Linked DNA regions of Hordeum vulgare: region 2 is linked to region 1. A link is a contact called in public Hi-C data. All regions are on one chromosome and are shown on one strand. The core of a region is the stretch at or near the end of the contact, and the rest is flanking DNA. Distances in the headings are between cores, read along the strand shown. Region 1 holds the start of LOC123443242 (sulfite reductase [ferredoxin], chloroplastic). Region 2 holds the start of LOC123443251 (secretory carrier-associated membrane protein 3).

The links. A called contact is a pair of places that touch in the nucleus more often than the background predicts.
Region 2: a Hi-C map of leaf shows a contact between it and region 1, with 2.7 times the contacts expected there. The contact joins the promoter of LOC123443251 here to the promoter of LOC123443242 in region 1. A contact is called at or near these places in 2 of 6 Hi-C or Micro-C datasets (leaf and seedling) and 1 of 1 datasets of contacts at active chromatin or transcription factors (embryo).

What each region holds. Positions count from the first base shown.
Region 1 is chr1H:437,557,542-437,563,014 of MorexV3_pseudomolecules_assembly, forward strand. It overlaps LOC123443242 (sulfite reductase [ferredoxin], chloroplastic), which reads left to right and starts at 3,284. Exons shown (of 8, transcript XM_045119562.1): 1 at 3,284-3,546; 2 at 4,048-4,830; 3 at 4,915-5,211. The coding sequence starts at 3,385.
Region 2 is chr1H:437,717,171-437,722,643 of MorexV3_pseudomolecules_assembly, forward strand. It overlaps LOC123443251 (secretory carrier-associated membrane protein 3), which reads left to right and starts at 2,765. Exons shown (of 12, transcript XM_045119573.1): 1 at 2,765-2,938; 2 at 4,327-4,425; 3 at 5,002-5,064. The coding sequence starts at 2,891.

The DNA.
Region 1 (5,473 bases), core at 2,034-4,533:
GTATGATTCTTATTTATGATCAATGATACACGTGGTTACCTTGGAAAATAAAATAAAAGTGTATGAACCAAACTGATTATCTAATGCAAGTTTTGTGACCTACCTTGAAGAAAGAAATCAAACTGTTCATCCGATCTAGCGACAAGAAACGTAACGAGGTAGTATGAGTGGCAATCATAAAACTTGCGCCTCATGTTTAGTTTAGTGCTAAAAATTATAAAATACATCATTACAGTCACATAACTAGTCCATGCGTGCATATACAATCACTTCTTTTGTATCGAGACGTATCTAGTGCTCACATGACACGTCAGCATGAACGCGGCCCGCATGTTAGTGCCTGGGACTGGTGAGGCATTAGGTGAGCCTCACATTATCTTTGTTTTTTTGCAGAAAAGACCCATGGCTTTTATTTAGTTGTGTACATGTCATAAAATTAAGAAAACTCTAGAACTAGATTCGAACCCAGACCTCATATGATTAAGAGGGCATAGATAACCAATCTTACCAATGGACATATGGCAATTAGATTTATATAATATATGTTAATACGAATTAAAGAAAAAAATCATAAGGGAAGAAGAGTGTGCAAAAGAGGGAAACACCAGTTTGAACCTATGACCTCCTGACATGAATTGAAGAGATATACATAATTTATCTTCTCTATTTTTCTTTCTTTTTTACTATGTATGCAAACAACATATATTCCAGGTAAATTTTTCGGACAAAGCAACTAAAATTTTATTTGATTTCAAATAATTTGAAATTTGAAATCTAGATAAAAGGAAATATAGTGCAGAATGAATGTACACATTTTTTTTATGACAAATCATTTTTTAGTTCGAACAATTTCAACTTAAAAAATCTAGTGCACAATGAATACGTGTAAATTATTTTCGACAACATAACAAAATAACGTTTGAATTTGTACAATTTAAAATTTTAAAATATAGATAAAAGGAAATATAGTGCAGAATGAATGTTCGTTTTTTTTCGGATTAATGTTTTTCTAAAATTATAAAGATTTTAGTTTAAAATATTTAATGCAGAATGAATGAACACCAATTCCTTGAAACAAATCACCGAATGTTTTGTTTGAATTCCAATAATTTTAAATTTGAAAATCTAGATAAAAAAAAATATCAGAATGAATGTACATAACTTTTTTGATAAAATAACATTTTTTTGAGTGCATGCATGTAAACTTTTCGGACAAATCAAATATCTGCTTTAAACTTGAATAGTTTCAATTTTAAAAATCTAGATAAAAGATGATACAGTGTAGACTGGATGTACGTAAATTTCTTTTAGACAAATCAACAAAAAAACTGTTTGAATACAAATAATTTTAAATTGAAAAATCGGTAAAAGAAAATATAGTTTAAGTTATTTGTCCGAAAGAAATTTAAAATTTAAATATTTTTTAAATAATAGACCGCTCAATCAGGATGATCCCACTTTCTCCATGATAATATGCACATGTCATGGAGAATATCTATTCCCCGTGTAGTTTTCTTAAATAGAACAAGATAAATGAAAGCATACAAACCGCCCGAAAAAATAACAACATACAAACGACCATTTTTACTCCGAGCATGAATATTGTTTTGTATACATGGACATCTATAAAATGCAACCTATGTTATTCCAATTACAAAAAATATTTTTTACAATTTTTAAGCATTTTTAAAAACTTTGTGTATTTTTTGTAAGACATTATTTTTTTAGTGTCACAAACAACACAATATAAGTTGTTTCCTTACATCAGTTTATTCCTGCAAGGAATAACATGACAAGTTTTTAGTTCTTGTTTATTAGTTTGTTGGGCTGATTGTACATTGTATTAAAGAAAAATGGTGTTTTTTGTCTTGTACTCCCTCCGTCCCGAATTTCTTGTCGGAGAAATGGATGCATCTAGATGTATTTTAGTTTTAAGTACATCCATTTTTATTCATTTCCGCGACAAGTAATTGCGGACGGAGGGAGTATCTAATTATTTCTGGTCGAGTGGATAGTTTAGTTAGTTCATGGAATGGAGGACGTCGATCGAATCCCCTTGACGCTATTTTCTATTCTAGTTTTTTGCGAGCACCATATGCTGACAGGTGCGTAAGTAAATAAAAGTTAAGAGTGTTTTCCAAAAGAAAAAAGATAATGTTTTGCTTACCCGTCGCTCACTATTTACGATCACTGATATATGGGCCACATTCATACTAACAAGCCACGTGAGTTCGAAATATGGCTGGATACGAAAAAGTGATCGTATATGCACATATAGACAAGCGGTGAGACTGTAATGACGTACTCCCTCCGTTCTAAATTTCTTGTCTTAACTTTGTTTAGAAATGAATGTATCTAAATACTAAAACTTGACTAGATATACATTCATATCTAAACAAATCTAAGACAAATTTTTTGGAACGGAGGGGGGTATTTTGCACTTTTAGCACTAAATGAACATCCTATGCACTACTGTTAGAAATGTTTTTATACTGTATTATGGAATGGAGGGAGTAACTGTTAATTTCCTGTTCGAAAACTTAAGTGTTGATGCGGAGTGTTTCGCGAACCGGCTGGCGGCAAGAAACGGGCAGGGCTACATGAACATGAGCGGCCTTTTCCGAGACCAGGAGGCGCTCACTGTCGCCGGCGCTAGAAACAGAGGCAGGCAGCCACACGGGGCCACAGGCCGCAAGATTCTGCCCCGCAGAGACAAGATGGTCCCTGATCTCATCTCTGACCTCACATCGTGCGGTGCGGCTGCTACGAGCCCTCCACCGCAGTGGTGGGCGGGGAATCGTGCTTTTTCCCACCGAAAAAGACGTCCAGGTTCAACGTACCCACACGAACCGGGGTCAATCCAGCGCCCCACCCGTCGCACCTACGCATCTCGGCCGCCTCCCATGCGCTCGCCTCCCTCCCAATAAACAAACAAGCCCGTCGGCTCGGCGTCCCACCTGTCACCGACAGGCGGGCCCCGCACCCACGGAGCCCACTTGTCATCCCTTGCCGCTCGACGCGTGGCCGCCACGGTCGTCAGGCCTGATGCTCGCCGCAGCCGATCCCCTCTGCCCACCTCCTCGTTCCGCCTGAGCCCCGCGCATGCACCCGCACCCACCTGCCAAGGCGCGCGCACTTTGTCCTGGCCCGTCTGGTCTAGTGGTCTACGGTACGCCGAGCGCACGGGAGCGCTCATCCCGGGTGGGCCAGGGCGGCCGTGCCCGCCCCCCCCCCCCCCCCCCCCCCCATAAAGCCCCCGCGGCCCGTCGTCACGGCCCCTCGACCCAGCCAAGCGCCCGCAGCAGCAAAAATCCATCACTCGCACTCCTCTCGCCGCGCATCCCCCCCTCCATCCCTGCGTTCCGGCCGGTTCCTGCCGCGGCGATGTCGGCGGCGGTGGGCGGCGCCGAGTTCCATGGTTTCGGGGGCGCCGCGCAGCTCCCGAGGTCCCGGATGCTCGGGCGCCCCGTCAGGGTGGCGCCGCCCGGGGCCACACCGGCTGGCGGCGGCGGGCCCTCGGCGGCCAGCATTCGCGCCGTTTCCACGGTGAGTTTTCTGGTGTGGCGGGGCGGCGGGCGCGTTCGAGTTTAGGGTTTTCTTCGTTTTCGCGGGGGAGGTTTTTTCGGGCCTCGCCCGTCGGGAATGGAATTCATCAGGTTTTGAGGGCAGTTTAACCGACCCCGGTTTCATGAAATTGATGGGATTAGGTTTCGTTATACTAATTCATCTTTGTACTGTACTATGTTTCGGTGAGGGCTAGCCACTGGTGTGAAACCAGATCAGTCAAGCGTTGATTTCGGAATCCCCATCGCCCAGGGCAACACTCACTGACTGCCTCTGTCATTGATAGGAACTGAATCCATTTTAAATACAGTAGTACACGATCACACTTATCTTACTTAGCTGCTTACTCCTGAAATGTTCATTGATAAATCGCTTTTAGAGTATTATACTGGTAGTCGCTGAATAGGAAAAAACACTATGCAATGATGCACGACTGCTGCTATCCGATGCTCTGAATTCTGAAACCTTTTGCCGTTCCTGCAGCCCCTGAAGAAGGATGCGTCGCAAGTTAAGCGAAGCAAGGTCGAAATAATCAAGGAGAAGAGCAATTTTCTTCGCTACCCTTTGAATGAGGAGCTGGTCTCAGAGGCTCCCAACGTCAACGAAACTGCTGTCCAGCTGATTAAGTTCCATGGAAGCTATCAGCAGAGCGACCGGGAAGTCCGTGGCCAGAAGAATTACTCGTTTATGCTCCGGACAAAGAATCCTTCCGGAAAAGTTCCGAACCAGCTTTACTTGGCTATGGATACACTGGCTGATGAGTTTGGGATTGGAACGCTCCGTCTGACAACCAGGCAAACATTTCAGCTGCACGGCGTTCTTAAGAAGAACTTGAAGCATGTCATCAGCACTGTGATTAAGAATATGGGATCAACCTTAGGTGCTTGTGGAGATCTCAATAGGAATGTGCTTGCACCTGCCGCACCATACGTGAGAAAAGATATTCTTTTTGCTCAAGAAACAGCAGAGAATATTGCAGCACTTCTCGCTCCACAGTCAGGGGCTTATTATGACCTGTGGGTGGATGGAGAGAAGATAATGTCAGCGGAAGAACCACCTGAGGTCACCAAAGCCCGGAATGATAACTCACATGGAACAAACTTCCCTGATTCTCCTGAGCCAATCTACGGGACCCAGTATCTGCCCAGGAAGTTCAAGATTGCGGTCACAGTTGCTGGTGATAACTCTGTTGATATTCTGACGAATGACATCGGTGTTGTTGTAGTTTCAGATAGTGCAGGGGAGCCTGTTGGCTTTAACCTCTATGTAAGTGCCAAAGAAAATTCTGCTCCATCTTGTACTGCATTTAGCAATGCTTACCTTTTTTTTTTATCTATCCCAATTTTTCAGGTTGGAGGTGGCATGGGAAGGACACACAGAATAGAAACCACATTCCCTCGGCTGGCTGATCCACTTGGTTATGTTCCTAAGGAGGATATATTATATGCTATAAAGGCAATAGTTGTTACACAGAGGGAAAATGGAAGAAGAGATGACCGCAGGTATAGCAGACTGAAGTATCTGCTTGACAGCTGGGGAATCGACAAGTTCCGGGCTGAAGCTGAAAAATATTATGGGAAGAAGTTTGAAGATTTCCGTCCATTACCGGAATGGCAGTTCAACAGCTACCTTGGGTGGCAGGAGCAGGTATAATTCCCCATCATAATTATCTTGGTCAAGATGTGGCAAAGAAATTTTGGAAGAAATTATTTACCTTGTTTAGGGAGGATTGCTGATATTTTCATACAAAATTTCCGTTTGTCATTTTTAATTTAGTTTACTTCCTCGATGCTTCAAATTTTGACTTGGCTTGCATATTTATTTGTTCTCTTGCTGTAGTCTGCATAAGAGCATTTGATAAATCCTGGCATATCTCTCATATGTTTGTTCGTTCACAACATTCATATAT
Region 2 (5,473 bases), core at 1,515-4,014, 160 kb after region 1:
GTGTATCCCCCACAAGCAAGCCGAACAATCCATCCCAAACTGCATCTCACTATCCCTCATGCACTCATGTATCTCTTCAACAAGGCAGTGCAAAAATAAGCCAACATTATTGTGGTCACCATGAATCTATCAATGTTGTTGTCTACTGTTCGTTGATGAAAAAGTTAAGAGAAAGAATATACACGGAAGGGGGGCGCTGCTTCGTTGTTGACAATCTTGCGAGACCGCCCCGACTCGCCCCAATGGTAGGTGCACCATCATATACAACCAAGTACAACTTATAATTACACGTCTCTTGATATATCGCGACACATTTTGTGCATTGTGCACTCTTCGTTGATTGTGTCTTGAACATTTAACACCCCCCCCACACACACACCATAAAACACCCCGACAAACTAACTTCAAAATATCGACCATGGTCATTAGAGTTCATGCAACAAATCTTCCTTTCACATAGATGGAACTACCACACCTGATCATCCAAGGAAGAGAAAAGGCTCGTTGTAAACTTTGTGTATCCGCGCTACCTCTCCCGAGATAACACAAGATTGTTGCTTATAAGAGGGTGCGTTATAGTCTTCGTGGTGGACATACTTATTTATGACAATGTAAATAAACCATGAGACAATTATGCTATGTTAAATGAAATATTAAAAGTAGGTTGAGACACTCATCTCTTTTTGACGGGACAACATGATTGCTCATCAAAGAGATTGTATTTCATTTAAGAAAAAAGAGAGATTGTATTTACAACATTGTGGGCGAAGAAGAATAGAGATAAAGAGGGAGAGGTGGATAGAACACAAGCTAGGTTGCAAGGGCAATCAACCAAGAATAAAAGGGGTTATTTGGGTACGAGCCTTCATCTGTCTAGTCAACATATGTGTGTTGACCAAGACTTGGTTGTCTGTTTGGAAGGGCTCTAACTTTTTTGGCATGCGTATCTGCCCTACCTCTCGAGAAATAACCCACCTTAGTTATTTTCACATGATTCGACACCAAATCGTTGGCGATTGGTGGGTCGGGATGTCAGCCGCCATTTTTTTTACGTGCTCATGTTTTGGTGAGCGCGAGCATGGGCAACAACCAACGTCAAAGAGTAGCTTTCTCGCAGCAACACTCGTGGAGAAGCGGGAGTGATTGTCGCAAACCAAGGAACACCACACAATTCCGATGCCTTCACAAGTGCGAACAACACAACACTAGGAAGGTGTTAATCGACATCTGATCAACGGTCAAGAACACGCCCACAGGTTGCAACAATTTCAGAGTCACATAAAAAAGTGGGACGTTGGGCTTGGTCTAGACTTCTAGGTTCGATCCTACCTCACCTTTTTACAAGGCTTGTATCCCATTTATTTGTTGAGAAAAATATTATAGACGCACATGCTCACAAACACGTACATACATTCATCTCCATGAGCGCACGCGTGCACACACACTACCCCTATAAACATAAACGGGAGACAAAATTGACGGGTTTTAAGATTGGCGAAGTTACCATAGAAGCCTTGCAATCGACGAGAACATCACCTTGTGAAAGTATATACAGTTGTTATGAGACACCTAATCGTCAAGTTTGAGAACCGAATATCTATCAACTTCTCACTATGCGGAAGTGAATCTGGCGTGGTTGATGGTTTATGGGTGTGTTTGAATAGTGTCCATACTAAATCGTGCCTAACCTGGTGCCTCCGTGAAATGTGTTTGGAGAGTGTTTGCTTGCTATCCTAGAAAAGCTATTGGTAGTCTTGCGTGGTTACCTAAAATTTTGCTTAGCTTGAAATCTAATTCACCCAGTTTGCTTAGCCTGTACCAAACGCTGAAAAAAAAGACGCCTGGGTAGCTGCCCGGGCACTGTTTTCTAGCATCGTTGAGCTTATGGATGTTCAATTATACGTGGCCATGGATACACGGTCTAAAAAAACCTGACCCGACCCGATGGTGCCAATGGGCAGGGCCTTGGCCTAGATTTTTAAGCCCGAAGGCCGATCCGGTTTCGCCATATTCATGATTCAACGAAGAGGCCCGATGGGCTTTTATGCTGATGGGTTGGGCCTGGGCCTGATTTCTAGGTCCGACATACGGGCCTGGCTTTTTTTTGTCGGGCTTGCTTAGGCTTGACCCGAAGCCCGACCCATCTCAAAGAATGGCTAGGTATACGTTCAATACTTTTCAATGATGCTAGTAAATTATTTAAATATTTCAACCGGCCAGGCAACCAACAAAACACATGTTGTTTAGATGAGCGAAAAGTACCAGACATGAAGCCGAGGCCACCAACAAAACATGCCCTATGTCTCTTGATGTTGTAAGGCCATTGTCTTGTTATCCTGTGCTGTTGGTAGTTCATGTCCTTGGTTTTTGTTAGCAGTGATTGAATAATGGTTATGTTCGCGTATGCGCGGGAAAAATGCTGTACAAAATATACTAATGTTTGTTTATCAATTTTAGGCAATGAAATCGGGAGCTTTGAGCTCCTTTAGTCGAAGAAAAGAAGAATATCTACTCGGTTTGCATTTGTTTAAAAGCTTACTCGGTTTGTACTCGAAACGCAGGGATCCGAATGCACGGCAAAAAAACCCCAAGAGGATAGGCAAAGGCCGAAGGGTGACCCTCGATCTCAGCTTGCTCGCGGGCCGAAAGGGACACCACACCGCACCGCAAACAACCAACACAGACCCGCACCATACGCCCAGGTTGGCGTCTCGCATTCCTGGGCCCCACCTGCCAGGGACTACCTCGCGCGCAGCCACCGCGTCTCCCTCTTTTTACCCCGTACTACTAGAAAGCAACGCGAGTAGAGAGGGAGGAGGCGAAGCACGCCGCACGCAGTTGGCTGCCACCACGTCGCCTGCCGCCGCCGTCGGAGAAGGAGGCCGGACCCATGGCGGGCCGCAACGGCTTCGAGGACGACGACGTCAACCCCTTCGCCGTGAGTGCTCGGTTCCTCGCCCTGCCCGTCGGCGCGAGCTTTCCAGATGCTTCCCCCCCGTTTGCGTAGATCTCGGGCTACCCTTTTTCTCTTTCCCCTTGGCCCGGTCCGCGTCGGCCGTGCTCGTATTCGGGGTCGGCATTGCCTGGATCCGAGGCCCCGAGCGTGGGACGGGGACGCGATGGGGAGATGCGGATTCGCGCGCTTCGAGTCGGCGATTACGCTTTGTAGGCTGTGTCGGCTGATTGCTCTCGAAGCGGTCGGTTAGTTCTGGATCTGTGCTCGTGTGATGAACTAGGGCCGCGCGGTGGATGTATTGGTAGCTTGTGGTAGGTGATTGGAAACCAGCATGAACTAAAATGTAGCTTGGTTGGGATTTGGCGCCGTTGCAGATTAAAGCAATGTGGTGCCTTTGATATTTGTGATACCCTCTTATATCACTTGGTTTACTTGTTAATTAGCTACTGAATGCTAGTGTGAGGTTGTTGGAGCTCGGTTGCTACCATATGCTATGTTAAACATTAGGGACTTCGACATTATATATGGTGGAATGCTGGTACTGTTTGTCAGCTAGAGGATGAGCCACTTTCTGTGCCCCCCTTGGGTTCATTTTAAGACGTCACTACTTTCAGACCCGCTGTTTTTGTGCTCAGTAATTCAATCGGTTTCTAGAAATTTACCAATGTGCCACAAGCTACATATCTCGGAACAAAAAATGTTAACGTGATGTGCAATGTATGGATAGGTATGTTCGTGAAACAAAAAAAATGTATGGATAGCTCATGGATAAAAATCTTGGGTTCGAGGTTTCTACATTCTAGGCTCTAGGTGGGAGCCAAGGTTGAACCACATGTCGCAAGTTCTTCTGTACCACCAGATAGGTTTATTTGTTGTCGATGTCATTGAACTGATGTAGATAAGGGAGCAACATTTCATTGTAATCTACTTAAACACCCCCCACCGTGATCACATTCTTAATGTGCCCATGCACATGCCCGTGAAAGTATATGCATTGGCAGGCCATCCTCAACAACATGCCAAAATATTTTAGATTTATGTCGTGCATATCTACTGATTACTGGGTATCTTAGTCCGGAACCTGTGTCAAGTTCTAATAATCAAGTAACTGCGCATGCATGCATCAATTCTTGCACCCATCACCCGTCATTTTTTGGGATGTTTTTGTATTGTTAGATTCTTTCCTCTGATTTTCATTGTATGCTATGATATGTTGACAGTCCATACATATACATTACATAGAATATTGATGTTCGGCAGCAGTTTAGTTGTTGGCAAAAGGAAGATCATGCTATTTATAAGTTGCTCAGAGGCTTCTATTTTTGGAGCTCTCCGTTCCTAATATCTTCCAAATGCTTCATATTCTACAGGGAGGGAGTGTTCCCCCTGCCTCCAATTCTCGACTCTCACCTCTCTCCCACGAGCCAGCGGGTTTCTATAATGTGGACATTCCTATGGATTCAACAAAGGTACGTATTAACGTATAGTTTTGAGAAGTTTTTCTTCACTCGAAAAAATTGTGTCAGCTAGCTTCTTACTGCAATTGCATAGATGCTCTCTTCGCCATTGCCAGTTATCAATTCCTTATGCATCATCAAGTACTTCTGAGAATTTTTATAAGTCTGATGGTCTGTTTCCTAGTTTTGGTGAAAATTATAAGACATTCTAGCATAAATAAGTTTGTTATATTTTTGTCGTTATTTGTTTCATTATCTTTTAACTTTAAGAACATATGCATGACCAACCATATAAATTATTCTCTCACATCTTTCCAAAACAGTTTATGGAAGGGTACTTTAGTCATTCTGTCTGGTCACTTTCTCAATCTTAAAAGATCCATCATCCATGTGCCAGGTCAAAGTTTGCCTTATAAAATTGACTGAATGGGTGATACTGTATACGAAACGTGGCAGCTATTCCTTTATTTACACTGTTCATGTGTAAAGTTAGTTTTGATTAAGTTCCTAAAAGAATGCTTGTGTGGTTATCCCTTGAGTAGTTTGTTTATATATGATTCCTTATATCATGCATGCTATCGCCATTAGGATGTGAAGAAAAAGGAAAAAGAACTCCAGGCGATGGAAGCCGAGCTAAACAAAAGAGAAAAGGTATGCATGTTACAATTGCTGAGTAACTGGACAGTTCTGCTGCTCTTAGTCAGTTACAGAAATATTGATATGCTAATTACCAGCTTTCCATAAGTGGTGGCACATCATATGTAAATCTAAAATCTACAGCATTTCCGTGTTTTATGATTTAGATATGCTAACCGTGGCATTGCTTTATTTAGTGTTACAACCATTGTTTATCAAGCGGTAAAGCGACCTAAAGCGGGCACCACCCGCTCTAATGCTTAAGCGACGCCTAAGCGCCTAAAGCGGGCAAATATCTAAGGCGCTGCCAGGGCACCTTGTCGCTTAAGCGACGCTTAAAGCGTCTGAAGCGGGACGCTTTATAAATACAACCAGTGAACCAATGAAACCTTATTTATGTTGATTTCGGATTTTCAGATCATTA